3 separate regions of the Rattus norvegicus genome follow, and regions 2 and 3 are each linked to region 1. A link is a contact called in public Hi-C data. All regions are on one chromosome and are shown on one strand. Each heading gives the region's core, a stretch centred on a gene start, on an enhancer-like site or on the middle of the called end of the contact. The rest is flanking DNA. Distances are from core to core; before and after follow the strand shown.

Region 1 (3,800 bases), core at 267-2,766:
GACGGACAACTACCTTGCAGTTTGTGTATTCCTGTGGTAATTGATATATGAAATATAAAAGGAAGGATTGCACAGTGTTATTATGGGAGAAATAAAGGACACTGTGTGCAAGAGGGATCTATTTTGAGACCACAAGGCAGGGTCCTTAATCTCAGCCATATCCTTCCACAAGTGCATGGATACTTTCCTTTTCCCTATGTCTGTGGAATCCAGTAATTCTGTGACAAAGAGGAGGTAGACTTATTTTTCAGAGGTTTACACATACATAGTGACAGTCTCCTAGGATGGGGCTTTCTCTAGCGGCTAGAGAAGGCTGGTGGAGGGCTGAGGAAACTGTAAAGCAGGCAAGAAGCAGGTGTAACTATAAGGAAATACTTTTAAATCTAAGTGACAAGAGAGGAGGAGGTTCCAAGCGAGCTGGCCTAGTAGAGCCAATAGGCTTTGGCCGCTGCACCTGTCATAGGCCCTCTTCTTGCATTCTGTATTGTCTCCACCGCACAGCACTGAGGGCAGCAGTCAAGGGTGTCCAACTAATAACGTCGTCAAATTTGAACTCGGTAAGGAGTTAAGCATTAAGCCTTCGCTCCAGAACCAGCTCCAATCAAGACATTTTAAATTCAAGTAACTCACACCGTAGTCCATCTCATCTTGCAGAAACGGAATGTGTATGGCACGGGCATGAAGTAACTTTGGAGAGTGACTTACTAGGGAAAGGCCTTCCTAGCCATCCTAGACTTCCACACAGAGTGCCAGGTTAGTCCTTCAGCCCCCCTCACTCCCCCCTGTCCCCCAGTAGGAGATCCAATAAAGCAGGGGTGCAAGTAATGCCTTCTTTTCAGCTGACTTCGTTCCTTACATTCCTTTGCAGCAGGAGACTTTCCAAGATGAGTTTGTATATGCAGCCCGAGCACAGCGGTTCTGAACACTTAACCCACAGGTCGGGAAGGTTCCCCAGGCTTCCCAGGCTCTGTCTGGTCCGTCTCCACCTTCAGGTAGGATGCAGAATCAGGTATCTCCGTCCTTCCCTACGGCCACCTTGTGGTGGCCAGCTCGCTAGCCAGCGCCTGGCCGGCCACTTCTGGAGCCCACACTCCCAGCGTGGCCGCGGTGAAAAGCGCGCGCCCCTCGGCGCGCGAGCCCCACACTCACGTGCTGCCGCTTGTTGCTCCCCGCAGCCGCGACGTGGGGAAGTGAAAATGAAATTGACTTTTCCGAGAAATGATGAAAGCCGCGTAGGCCACCAATGAACAGCGGCGGCGAACTTCCGCACCTCCCGGCTGGTGGCTGGAGCCCTCCCTCTGCCTCCACCTCCGGGTTGCACAAGCTTGAAACAAACACTGGGGAGGAAGGGCGGGGAGGGAGGAGGGCGGAGGGGGAGCGAGGGAGGGAGCGGGGCCGGGAGAGGGCGGGGGTGGGGGGGATTTCCAGCCTCGGCTCCTCGCAGTTTCCTCTCCTTGTTTTGCTTTCGATCTGGACTGTTCTCAGGCAAGCCGGGGAGTAACTTTTAGTTTTGCTCCTGCGATTATTCAACTGACGGGCTTTCATTTCCATTTTACACACCCTAACAACACTTACACCTTGCGGGATTGTATTGGTAGCGTGAAAAAAAAAAGCACACTGAGAGGTAACATTTTTTTTTTCAAATAATACTTGTGGCTGTGCGTGTGTTTTCTCTCGAAAGCATGTTGATGGGGACAGGAGGAGCTATGCATGTATGTGCGTCCTGATGCTTTGACACGATGTTTTGCAGACGGAAAATGCCGGGGTTCATAAATATTAATACCAATTTTTGGAGGAAGAGTCGGCGCAGTTATGGATCATCTGATTTTAGGGGAAGCAGGGGTCTGCTGCTGGTGCTGCTGGTGCTGGGGCCGCTGAGGCTGCAAGGAGGAGGAGGAGGTAGAGAGGGAGGAGGAGGAGGAGGAGGGGGTTAGTGGAGGTTTAATTTCACTTTTGGATTTGCAGATGAGAAGAGGTGGCTCCATGGACGCAGATCTGCTCTGTGTGCTTCTGCGCTCCAGGTGTCGTGCGTTGTGGGTACAGGTCCGCTGGAGTCTGGCCTCATTTAAAATAAAATTGTGTGTGTGTGTGTGTGTGTGTGTGTGTGTGTGTGTGTGTGTGTGTGTGTGTGTGTGTGTGTGTGTGTTTACAGACACTGTCGCCACCAGGTTCGAGGAAGGGAACCGGGTTCTTCTCGGTGCCCGGCGGCCCTTCTTTCCTGGCGGTCTCTGGTATAAATACACTGGCACCCGCGGTCCCTAGTTGCCCGTGCCCGGGCAGTGACCACTGTAAACTTGAAGGCTGCCGTTAGGCGGTCCCAGGATGCGCTCGTCCGCGGAGCTTGGGGTCCGGTGACTGGCGTCGGGTGTCGGGTGCCAGCGGCCACTCGGGCCCGGCGGGCTCCGCGCGCGGCTGGGCGCGGGCCTGGCCGGTGCGCCCGGCTTCCTGGGGACTGGGCCGCTGCCACTCGCCAGGAACGTTGCGTCCTCCTCCCGGCCGGCCAGCGCCTGGCCTGGCCTCTGGGCTTTGTCACTGCACTTGTCCCAGCGCGTGAGGTGCCCAGGAGGCGCGTCCCAGGAGGGCTCCGCGCTGAGGGGTCACCCACTCCGGCGCGGCCTAGCTGCGAGCGCCTCCGGGTCCCCGCGGGCGCCCCGGGGCCGGCCTGGCGCGCTGGGCCCGGACCCGCCTTGGCTATGGAACGGGCGAAGTGTGGGGGCGGGGAGCCTCCGGGGACCGAGCGGCGCCCCACGGGCGGGCATTGGTGGGGGGAGGTTGGCGAGCGCTTGGGGGCTCCCGGACGCGGTGGGAATCCGAGTGCCCGCCCTGTGCCCTCCGACCCGCTCCGGGTGCCGGGTGACATTCGCCCGCCGGCCGAACATGGTTGGTGCAGAGCGGCAGCCACCACTTCCTCTCCGCCCCACCGGCCCGGCTCTCTGGGCGAGCGATGCGGGCCGCGGCCAATCGCGGTGTCCGGCCAGTCCCTGTCGCTCGGCCTTGGGGGCCGGCTCCCCTGAGCGGCCCGGGAAGCCTTCGCGAGAGCACAGGGCCCCGACTCCCGGGACGCTGTCCGCTGGGCCCCGAGTCTCGGACTGTTTGCCACTCTCGTCCCTGAAGAGCAGGGAAGGGAAGGAGGCTGGCAGCCTCAGCCGCGATCCAGTACTGTGCTCCGGCACCAGGTGAGACGCCCGGATCAGTCGGTGGAGGCGAGATCCTTGGTGGTCGGATGTAAATAAGACCCCCGGGATTGGCAGACGAGGTTGTCACTCGTTTGCGAGCTGGTTTGCAGGTCCTTAACCCCAGTGTGTTTGAAACTTGGGGGACATGTTTTTCTTCCCTCCTCCCTCCTGTGTGGGCACTCCTTGTCCTTCCTTGGTTGTTTCTGTGCAAGGGAGGCAAAGTGGTGCTGGGGTTAGCTTGCTGCCACTGGCCGCCTTGTGGCTGGGACTCGGGGCTGCTCTTGATGAATGGCTCTGGAGGATGTTGTGCATTTTCAGGAATTACAGGAGCTTGTCATCAAGCCTGAAGTCATTTATTAGTTTTGTTGGTTTGGTTTGCTTGTTTTTTGTTCCTCTTTTCTCCTCTTCTTCTCTCTTCTCTCTTCTCTCTTCTCTCTTCTCTCTTCTTCTTCTTCTTCTTCTTCTTCTTCTTCTTCTTCTTCTTCTTCTTCTTCTTCTTCTTCTTCTTCTTCTTCTTCTTCTTCTTCTTCTTCTTCTTCTTCTTCTTCTTCTTCTTCTTCCTTCTCCCTTCTTCTTCCTTCCCCCCCCACTCCCCGTCCTCCATCTACTTGACTGCAAGTAACA
Region 2 (3,498 bases), core at 207-2,706, 200 kb after region 1:
GCCAGCCCCAGGCAGAGATCGTGTGTTCTACAAGAAAGCAGGCTGAGCAAGCCATAGAGAGCAAGCCAGTAAGCAACACCCCCCATGACCTCTGCATCAGCCCTTGCCTCTAGATTCCTGCTGTTTGTTGGGTTCCTGGCCTGACTTCTATCAGGAATGAACTATGATCTGGCTCTGTAAGCCAAAATAAACCCCTTTTGGCCTGTTACTTTTGGTTATGGTGTTACATCACAACAATAAAGATCTTAGCTAAGACAATGGCTATCGGAGATGCTGGTATTACCTACTGTATATTAGCAATGAAAATGATGATGGCATAATTTATAATGTACACAATTTGGAAGGATATTTTTAAAAAGATTGTGCTATACGAGTGTTTATCAATGTGTTAATTGGTGCCATGAAAATTTAAAAAATGACCACAATTGTTCAATATCAAGAAATTAGTTAAATGTATTAAGGGGATCTCACGATTAATAAAAACATACTAAATAATGCAGAGAAAATGTTCACAGCAGCTGCAAAGGGACATGGGCAGATTACTGAACAACGGTTACATTGTTTACACATTCAACTCCCCAGCAGGTGTCAGGGTCCAAAGTCCAGGTATTTGAGTGGAACACCTTTTGAAAGGTCCAATATCACTGTCTGGAGTATCGTTGATGTAAATAATGATCCCATGAGATATCAAAATATCTGAGATTCAGAAGAACTGCAGGAAAGGACCCTGGTTCAAGGACAGAAGTGTTGGGACCCAGAAAAAAAAATAGATCCTCATGCAGGCAACTTTGGGGGTGGAGCAATGAGAGGTGTCTGTGAAGTTCCATTATCTGTCTACAAATCAGAGTCACCCAAGAGGAGCAAAGTCACCTTGAAACTTACTCAAGTTTCACCAGCCAAAGAGCAATCAACTTTTCACGAGGCAGAAGCAAACTTCCGAATCATGGCTACTCTTTCTGAGGAACTCTTGCCATTTGTGGTTCTCCAGGCTTGCTCTCTCCTTAAAACTCAGAGAACCTCTAAATTTGCCCCCAGCTTCCTCCTTCTTGCCTCTCAGTACGAAGAAGCTATTTAAGCCTTGCCCATTTGGCCCCTCGTTTGGGTTTTAAATTTTGGCAATGGCTCTCATGCTTGTGGATGTAATGTTCGTCATGATTTTTCTCTCAGCTAACCCTGCAGTATAAGCAATATCAACTTCTCAATTCTACTTGTTTTCATGGCTTGGAAATTCAATATTCGCAAATAGCTGTGAGCTAAAGTCTTGGTCGTCAGCCTCTGATACTTTTGGGAGATAATAGAATCATTAAGGGATGGGGCCTAGTGAAAACAAGTCAGGCTGTTATGTCCTTAAGGGGGACAACGTTTTCTTCTGTCTCTTTGCTCCTCAGCTCTTATGAGGTGAATCCCACTCCAGCTTCTGCCATTTGCTTCCGACTCCATATCCCCCGTCATCATAGAACCAATGTGTGTCATCAACTTGTAAGGGAAGGGGAAGTGAAACCACCAAAATTAGACAGCTCTGTGGGTAAGGGAAACAGTTTATTCAACCACTATCTCTTGGATTTCAGAGAAAACAGCATGGGTATTGGGAGAGTCCTGCCAAATATAAGGAGACGGGTTGCAGCGCACGGAGGGTGGGTTAGCTGGAGCACCTCAGGAGCCAGCATGAGTCTCTGATCCTCTGGGGACCTGTTTAAGTTAGTAGAGAACTCAATGCACTCTCTGGAGACTGGAGGGGCATACAAGGAAGTAATGGCTCTCATGGCAAACAGAAACCCGTTTTACAAGATTTCTAAGGAATGCTAAGTGTTGACCTGGTCCAAGTTATCCTAAGCTGAATCCAGATTGTCATTTGGGGGAGTTGGGACCTGACACAAATGTACACTAAAACCTCTGAAAGTGTTAGTCACATAAACCTGTTTTTTAAGTTGATTTATCTCAGATATTCTATCACAGAAGCGGGTCATGAAGCATCTCCCCACGAGGCAGAGGGTCAGTAGCACTTTAGGAGAAAATCCCATCCTAACGTCGTCTTCCTGTGGATCCTTTGGGAATGATAAGCCCAGGTCCAAAATGGAATTGACTCAAGGATCCACAGCGTGTATCCTCCTTCAGGAGGTTCCCGTTAGTGTAGAAGTATCTGGTCTTGCCACCGCTTGAACAGAGACTTGGTGAGGTCCAAGACAGTGGCTTTTCACTTCTTTCCCCACTAGAGGGCAGAGTTCACGACTGCACCCGAATCTCTGGGGTGGGTAGTCAAATTCTTCCCAGCCACCTATCCCTTCCCACAGTGCAAGGCAAAACCCAGTACCACTTTGGAAGCAAGGTAAGGTTAGTCTATACCTTTGTCTTGCCCATATCAAGAAACCAGCCATGTATATTAAACCCCATGAAAGATTATACCAAAAAAAAAAAAAAAAAAAAAAAAGTGAACCCTTGAAAGCCAAGGAAGAATGTTAGAAAATTAAGCAGCCGGTGCATTTAGTGGGGGGTGGGAGTGGGGATTCCTATAGGCAGGATGGATTCAACATTGTGGGAACGGAACAGGAAATGGAGAGGGAGCGCGCAGAAGAATGGGGTGGGAGGGAAGAAAGGGGCGCTATGGTTCTGTGTTTATAAAAGACAAAGGTGTCCATTGCTGGGAGGGGGAGAGCAGTTGTTTTCTCCCTTCATAGGCACAGGTGCTTGGGTGACATGAACCCTTTCTATACCAGGGAGAGGGGGACCTCGCCAAGCTGACTGGGCTTGGTGTAAACCCAGGTGAGAAATGACGGACATCCCAGGCACTAAGCAGTTGTGGCTTAGAAAAAAGGCAATAAAGCAACAAACGCAAACACGCCTGCGTGCCTAGTATGTTTAGAGGGGGGACAGAGGAGTAGAGGAGTTGGAAGTGGAAGAGATGGCAGAGAGGAGGAGGAGAGGGAGGGGGAGAAGGAGAAGGGGGAGGGAAAATGGGAAGGGTTGGGGGAGGTGGGAGAGGAGGAGGGGGAGGAGGAAGAGGAAATGGGAAGAAATAACAGACATTTCAGTCGCTGGGAGAGAACATAGGGTGCCTGGGTGATTCTAGAACCCCTAACCTGTCAACTAGCCTACTTTCCTTTTTCCTTCATTTTTTTCTCAATTGTGTATGTTTACACGCTGTGGTCCTCACACCCGTTGGCACCAAGCACTTACTACAATAAGGATGGGCCACAGTAAGTTCCTGAAGAGCAGGTCCTAGCATGGGCTAGAAAGACGTTCCTGGAGAGGCAGGTGGCTGTGAGGCAACCTGTTTGCCCAGAGTGCCAAACCCCTGTCCCAGACCGCACCCAGGGCCCTCCCCATCCCCGTGGGACCCCGTGGGACCTGCCACCAGCTTAGCGATGTCTCTCTCACACACAATTCCAGTTCGCTGTTCTGCCTTCGAATCTGAAAACACACTTCAGAGCTTTTCTGGGTGATCTGTTCACGGATTTTCTTAATTTCCAGCCTAATCCTGACAAGATGCTTTGGCTTTGG
Region 3 (3,964 bases), core at 948-3,447, 220 kb after region 1:
GTAGCAGTCATTTACTGCTGCAGTCACTGGATCTGCAGTGTCTGGAGTTACCCTCTCCCAATCTATTGTTAGGCAAGCACAGTGGGTAAACTTTCTGGAGTAGTTGTTGACAAATGGGAATTCTAAATTTTAATACAGGAATGGCTTGACAATGACCCTCAGTGTTATGGCCCTCCGAGTTTCAGCCCTAGGGCACCGCACTAATCGGCCTTGTGCTTCTTATCATATGCACAAACAGCACTCCCAGTCCCGGGCAGCAACTAAGCAGGTGTTGTTCTCCTTGGTAGGAGACAAACCTTCTGCCCAAATTGGGCTCAGCCTTCACAAGAAGCAGTTAGCTGAGGATGGGGAACTCTTTGGGACCAGTCCTTGCCTAAGACAGGAAATTCTGAGACTGGCAGAATTTTCCAGAGATGGGAAAGAGGCTTGATAGCTCAAAGTGTCCTAAGACAGGCGCTGCTTAAAATTAATATAGGGGGACTTGCTTAATAAAAAAATAAAATAGGGGAACTTGTCAGAGCCTCCTGGGTCCCCTGTAGTGTTTTACCCCCCCCCCCCTGGTCAGGCCCTTCTGGGTCCCTTGCAGGGTTTGACCCCTGCTGAGCCCTGTTGATGCACATGGAAGCCTTTTGTTCCTAACGAGGAGCAGTCTGGCCCAGAGTGACACACCTGGGCAAAGGTCAATTCGTTCCTGTCTTTGTCTTCCCAGTCTTTTGTTTTTGAGATTTAGGCTGGTCTTCCTGGATTTCTCCCCAGTAAATTAGGGGCACCAATGTCTTGAACCGGGGTCTCCCACGGTGCTTCCCAGATTTTTCCACCTAGTCAACCTGGGGTAGATATTTGGAAAATAAAGCTACAGAAGGAGCATTCTTTCTTAACACGGATAACCCGCGCGTGTGTGTTTTTTAAATCTCGCAGGCTTACGCCCAGTTCTCGGTGCTGTGTTGGTGTGGGCATCGACAGGCCTAGGCACTTATACATAAATAAATGAGCCTCCGTGTAATCATTCGGGAACTGGAGTAGACATATAAAAAGCCCAAAGGGTTACCCATGCATGTTGTAAGATCAGATCTTGGCATTACAGACAGTTGTGAGCTGCCATGTGGTTACTGGGAATTGAACCCGGGTCCTCTGGAAGAGTAGGCAGTGCTCTCAACTGTTGAGCCATCTCTCCACCTCTTTCCATATGAATTTCAATACCTTTTTTGTGAAAAATGACATTGGAATTTTGATGAGAATGGCACTGGGTCTGTAGGTGGTCTTCGGAGCATAGCCATTTCACAGTAGCCATTCTTTCAATCTATAAGAGTGGAAGAAACCAGTTTCCCCTGCCACATTCAACTGCAGAGTATGCGGAAATGAATGTGCCACTTGGACTAAATCAGAGGTTCTTCTTACCAGGGAGTGACAAAGTAAAGGAGGACAGATATTGAATGTTTAGGCAAGGGAAGAGTTGGCACAATCTCTCGGGAGAGTGAGACCTGTGGAGGAAATATGAAATATGAAAGGGAAGAAAAGATGGATGTGGCAGTGAAGGCCGGTACTTGGGAGACAAAGGCTGGGAGGGTCAGAGGGTTGGGAGTTCAAGGTAATCCTTACATAATGAGTTGGAGACCAGCCTGGGCTACATGAGAATCTGTCTCGAAGAAAATGTAAAAGAGACAGAAGGCCATTAGGTGAGAGGGAGGACAGCCTAGAGATGGCAGGAACAGTAGATGGAAGGACTTAATCAAGTCAGTGGGTTACAGGCAAAGGTTAGAAGGAGCACTGAAGAGGTGAATAAATGATGGGGCAGAAGACATGCGGGGCAGTTGTGGGTCACAGCGTAGTAGTGTCTCAGGGTGAAGCATATGACAGCATTATCAGAGTGGTTTAGAAGAATTAGTGATATCAGTTGCTGGTGACTTCTAGCCCCTACCGACTTCTAAAATCAAGTCTTACAGGGGCCGGAGAAATGGTTCAGCAGTTAAGAGCATTTACTACTTCAATAGAGGCCCTGAGTTTCCTCTCACACCAGTCTGTAACTCCAGCCCTAAGAGGTCCAATGCCCACTTCTGACCTCTGCAGGCACCTGCACACCCACGGGATACACGTGCCGTGGTAATAACTGCTTTCCCATTCTGTGGTAAAACACAGTGAAGCCAGGCACCCTGTGTAACAGAAAGTGTTTGATCAGGCACATGGTTCACTGGGTTAGAGTCCATGACGGAGTGGCCTCAGGAACAACTGAGAGTTCATATCTCAAACCACAAGCAGGAGGCAGAGAACACACTGGCAACAGCATGAGTGATTTAAAATCTCAATGGTCCGAGTGACGAGATCATGTCTCCAACCAACTGAGGAACCACGTCTTCGAACGGAGATTTATGGGAGACATCTCAGACAAACACAAGTAAAAGATTTAAAAACTCTTTAAAGATAAAGTTGGATTGAAATGTCTATTTGCATATTTCCTGTTCTCATTTGAATTTTTCAGGGCAATATCAAACACAGAATATAATAGATTATCTATTTTGTCTCTTAAAGGAAAAGTATTATCCACATTACACTGACTTATTGTGTATTTTGTGCAGATTTTGAGTGACCATTCATGTTCTATGACAGTGACAAGGGACTGTGAGCCAAAGTTGTTTCCTATAATAAATATTCATGGTACAGAATATTAAAACTATGAAAGCAAACATGTCTACATCACAGAAAGTCCCTTTCTGCTAAGGTTTCAGATGACAGGATGGAAAAAGTATCTTTGTAAACACCACTGAACTACCCTATTTCATTGTAAGATGGGCAGGGGGACTGTCCTGTGGTCACCTAGGGCCGATGTATGTGGCAGAACACTCAGAATTCTTATTTCTGTGCTGGCTGTGAGTTCCAGCTGTGCTATGCCATTCCAACGTAAGGGAAGAAGGGTGTAAAGAAATACTTTGAGATCCACGTGCAGATGTCTGATGTCTTATCTCCGAGAAGACGGTTTTGAAGGTCCCTTCTGCTCCTGTAGCTGAACTGCTGCCATGAGAATTCTCGACCCCAATGACCAGCTAATCTTCTCACATTACTTACAAGACCACAGACAAGTCAGAGTGTTCTCATTACTGTCCAAATGTTCATTTACTTCTGGATCTTGTGAACTTTCAGGATCGTAATCGGAATGTATGAAAAAAATGTGTTTTCAATAAAAAAATTTTTTTGGTTAATGGATTTGAGATGTGATTTCCGTCAATGTGTGCTTTTTCTTTTAAGTATTATCTTTATCACACTTACTTTTACTTTGTGACTATGTGAATCACTTTCTTGGTGGTTACTTCTACTACAGTCTGCTTAAAATTATTGCTAATGGTTTCTTATGATCATAAACTGTTCTGGCCTTGTTTAGTAAGAACCGAGCCCTGCTTTTGTGTGTGAGGAAGTACAGACAGTATCTCCCTAGCTCTAGGAGTCCTGTAATGTCTCCTTGCTTTCTCATGTCAGCAATCATATTAGCTTCCGGTAAACATCTCAAGTCGTATGCGTCATATTCAAAGTTCTAAATACACTTCCAACATCTCCTGGCAGTTACTGATACGGCAAAAGGCTGAAGCTCACGAATTTTGCACTTGTCTCTAGCTTCAAAAGCTTTGCGGCATTTACTTTGGAAAATAAAACACTTCTGAAAGAAAGTGTCCCAAAAGCTTTCATTTGAAACATAACTAATTTGCCTTGGGAATTATAATTTTGGGGCAGGGACTGTCCGTTTCAGAAAGTTGTTCTGATTTTTATGAACATTGTTTTAACTCAGTTGTTCTAGATGGTTCTGTGTTCTCTGACATCTTCCTGTCACTTTTCTTTGTTACCCATTGCTGCACCTCTTGTGGGTGGAGGGTGGGGTGAGTGGGGGGTTGGGAGGTGGGAGGAGAGGGGCTCAAGTTAAAGGCCAATGACTGGTTCGGGCTGACAGTTAGTGGGAAGAGAGCCGTTGTGGGATGGG

The links. A called contact is a pair of places that touch in the nucleus more often than the background predicts.
Region 2: a Hi-C map of liver shows a contact between it and region 1, with 4 times the contacts expected there. The contact joins the enhancer-like site here to the promoter of Irf2 in region 1. A contact is called at or near these places in 1 of 12 Hi-C or Micro-C datasets (liver) and 1 of 1 datasets of contacts at active chromatin or transcription factors (oligodendrocytes).
Region 3: a Hi-C map of liver shows a contact between it and region 1, with 2.5 times the contacts expected there. The contact joins the enhancer-like site here to the promoter of Irf2 in region 1. A contact is called at or near these places in 5 of 12 Hi-C or Micro-C datasets (the A7r5 cell line, Schwann cells, kidney and 2 more) and 1 of 1 datasets of contacts at active chromatin or transcription factors (oligodendrocytes).

The regions. Positions count from the first base shown.
Region 1 is chr16:52,280,302-52,284,101 of GRCr8, reverse strand. Irf2 (interferon regulatory factor 2) reads left to right here and starts at 1,516. Exons shown (of 9, transcript NM_001047086.1): 1 at 1,516-1,624. It overlaps LOC120097385 (a long non-coding RNA gene), which reads right to left and starts at 408. Exons shown (of 3, transcript XR_005494732.2): 1 at 1-408.
Region 2 is chr16:52,081,444-52,084,941 of GRCr8, reverse strand. No RefSeq gene overlaps it. Among named protein-coding and RNA genes, the nearest start is that of Ptmal4, 55 kb to the right of the region's middle. Within about 2 kb of position 1,456, at least 11 of the 93 cell types and tissues checked have an H3K27ac peak or open chromatin away from gene starts, as enhancers often do. A contact at or near this core is called in liver, where this site is marked.
Region 3 is chr16:52,060,189-52,064,152 of GRCr8, reverse strand. LOC102551895 (a long non-coding RNA gene) reads left to right here. Exons shown (of 3, transcript XR_360468.5): 3 at 1-884. Among named protein-coding and RNA genes, the nearest start is that of Ptmal4, 34 kb to the right of the region's middle. Within about 2 kb of position 2,197, at least 3 of the 93 cell types and tissues checked have an H3K27ac peak or open chromatin away from gene starts, as enhancers often do. A contact at or near this core is called in liver, where this site is marked.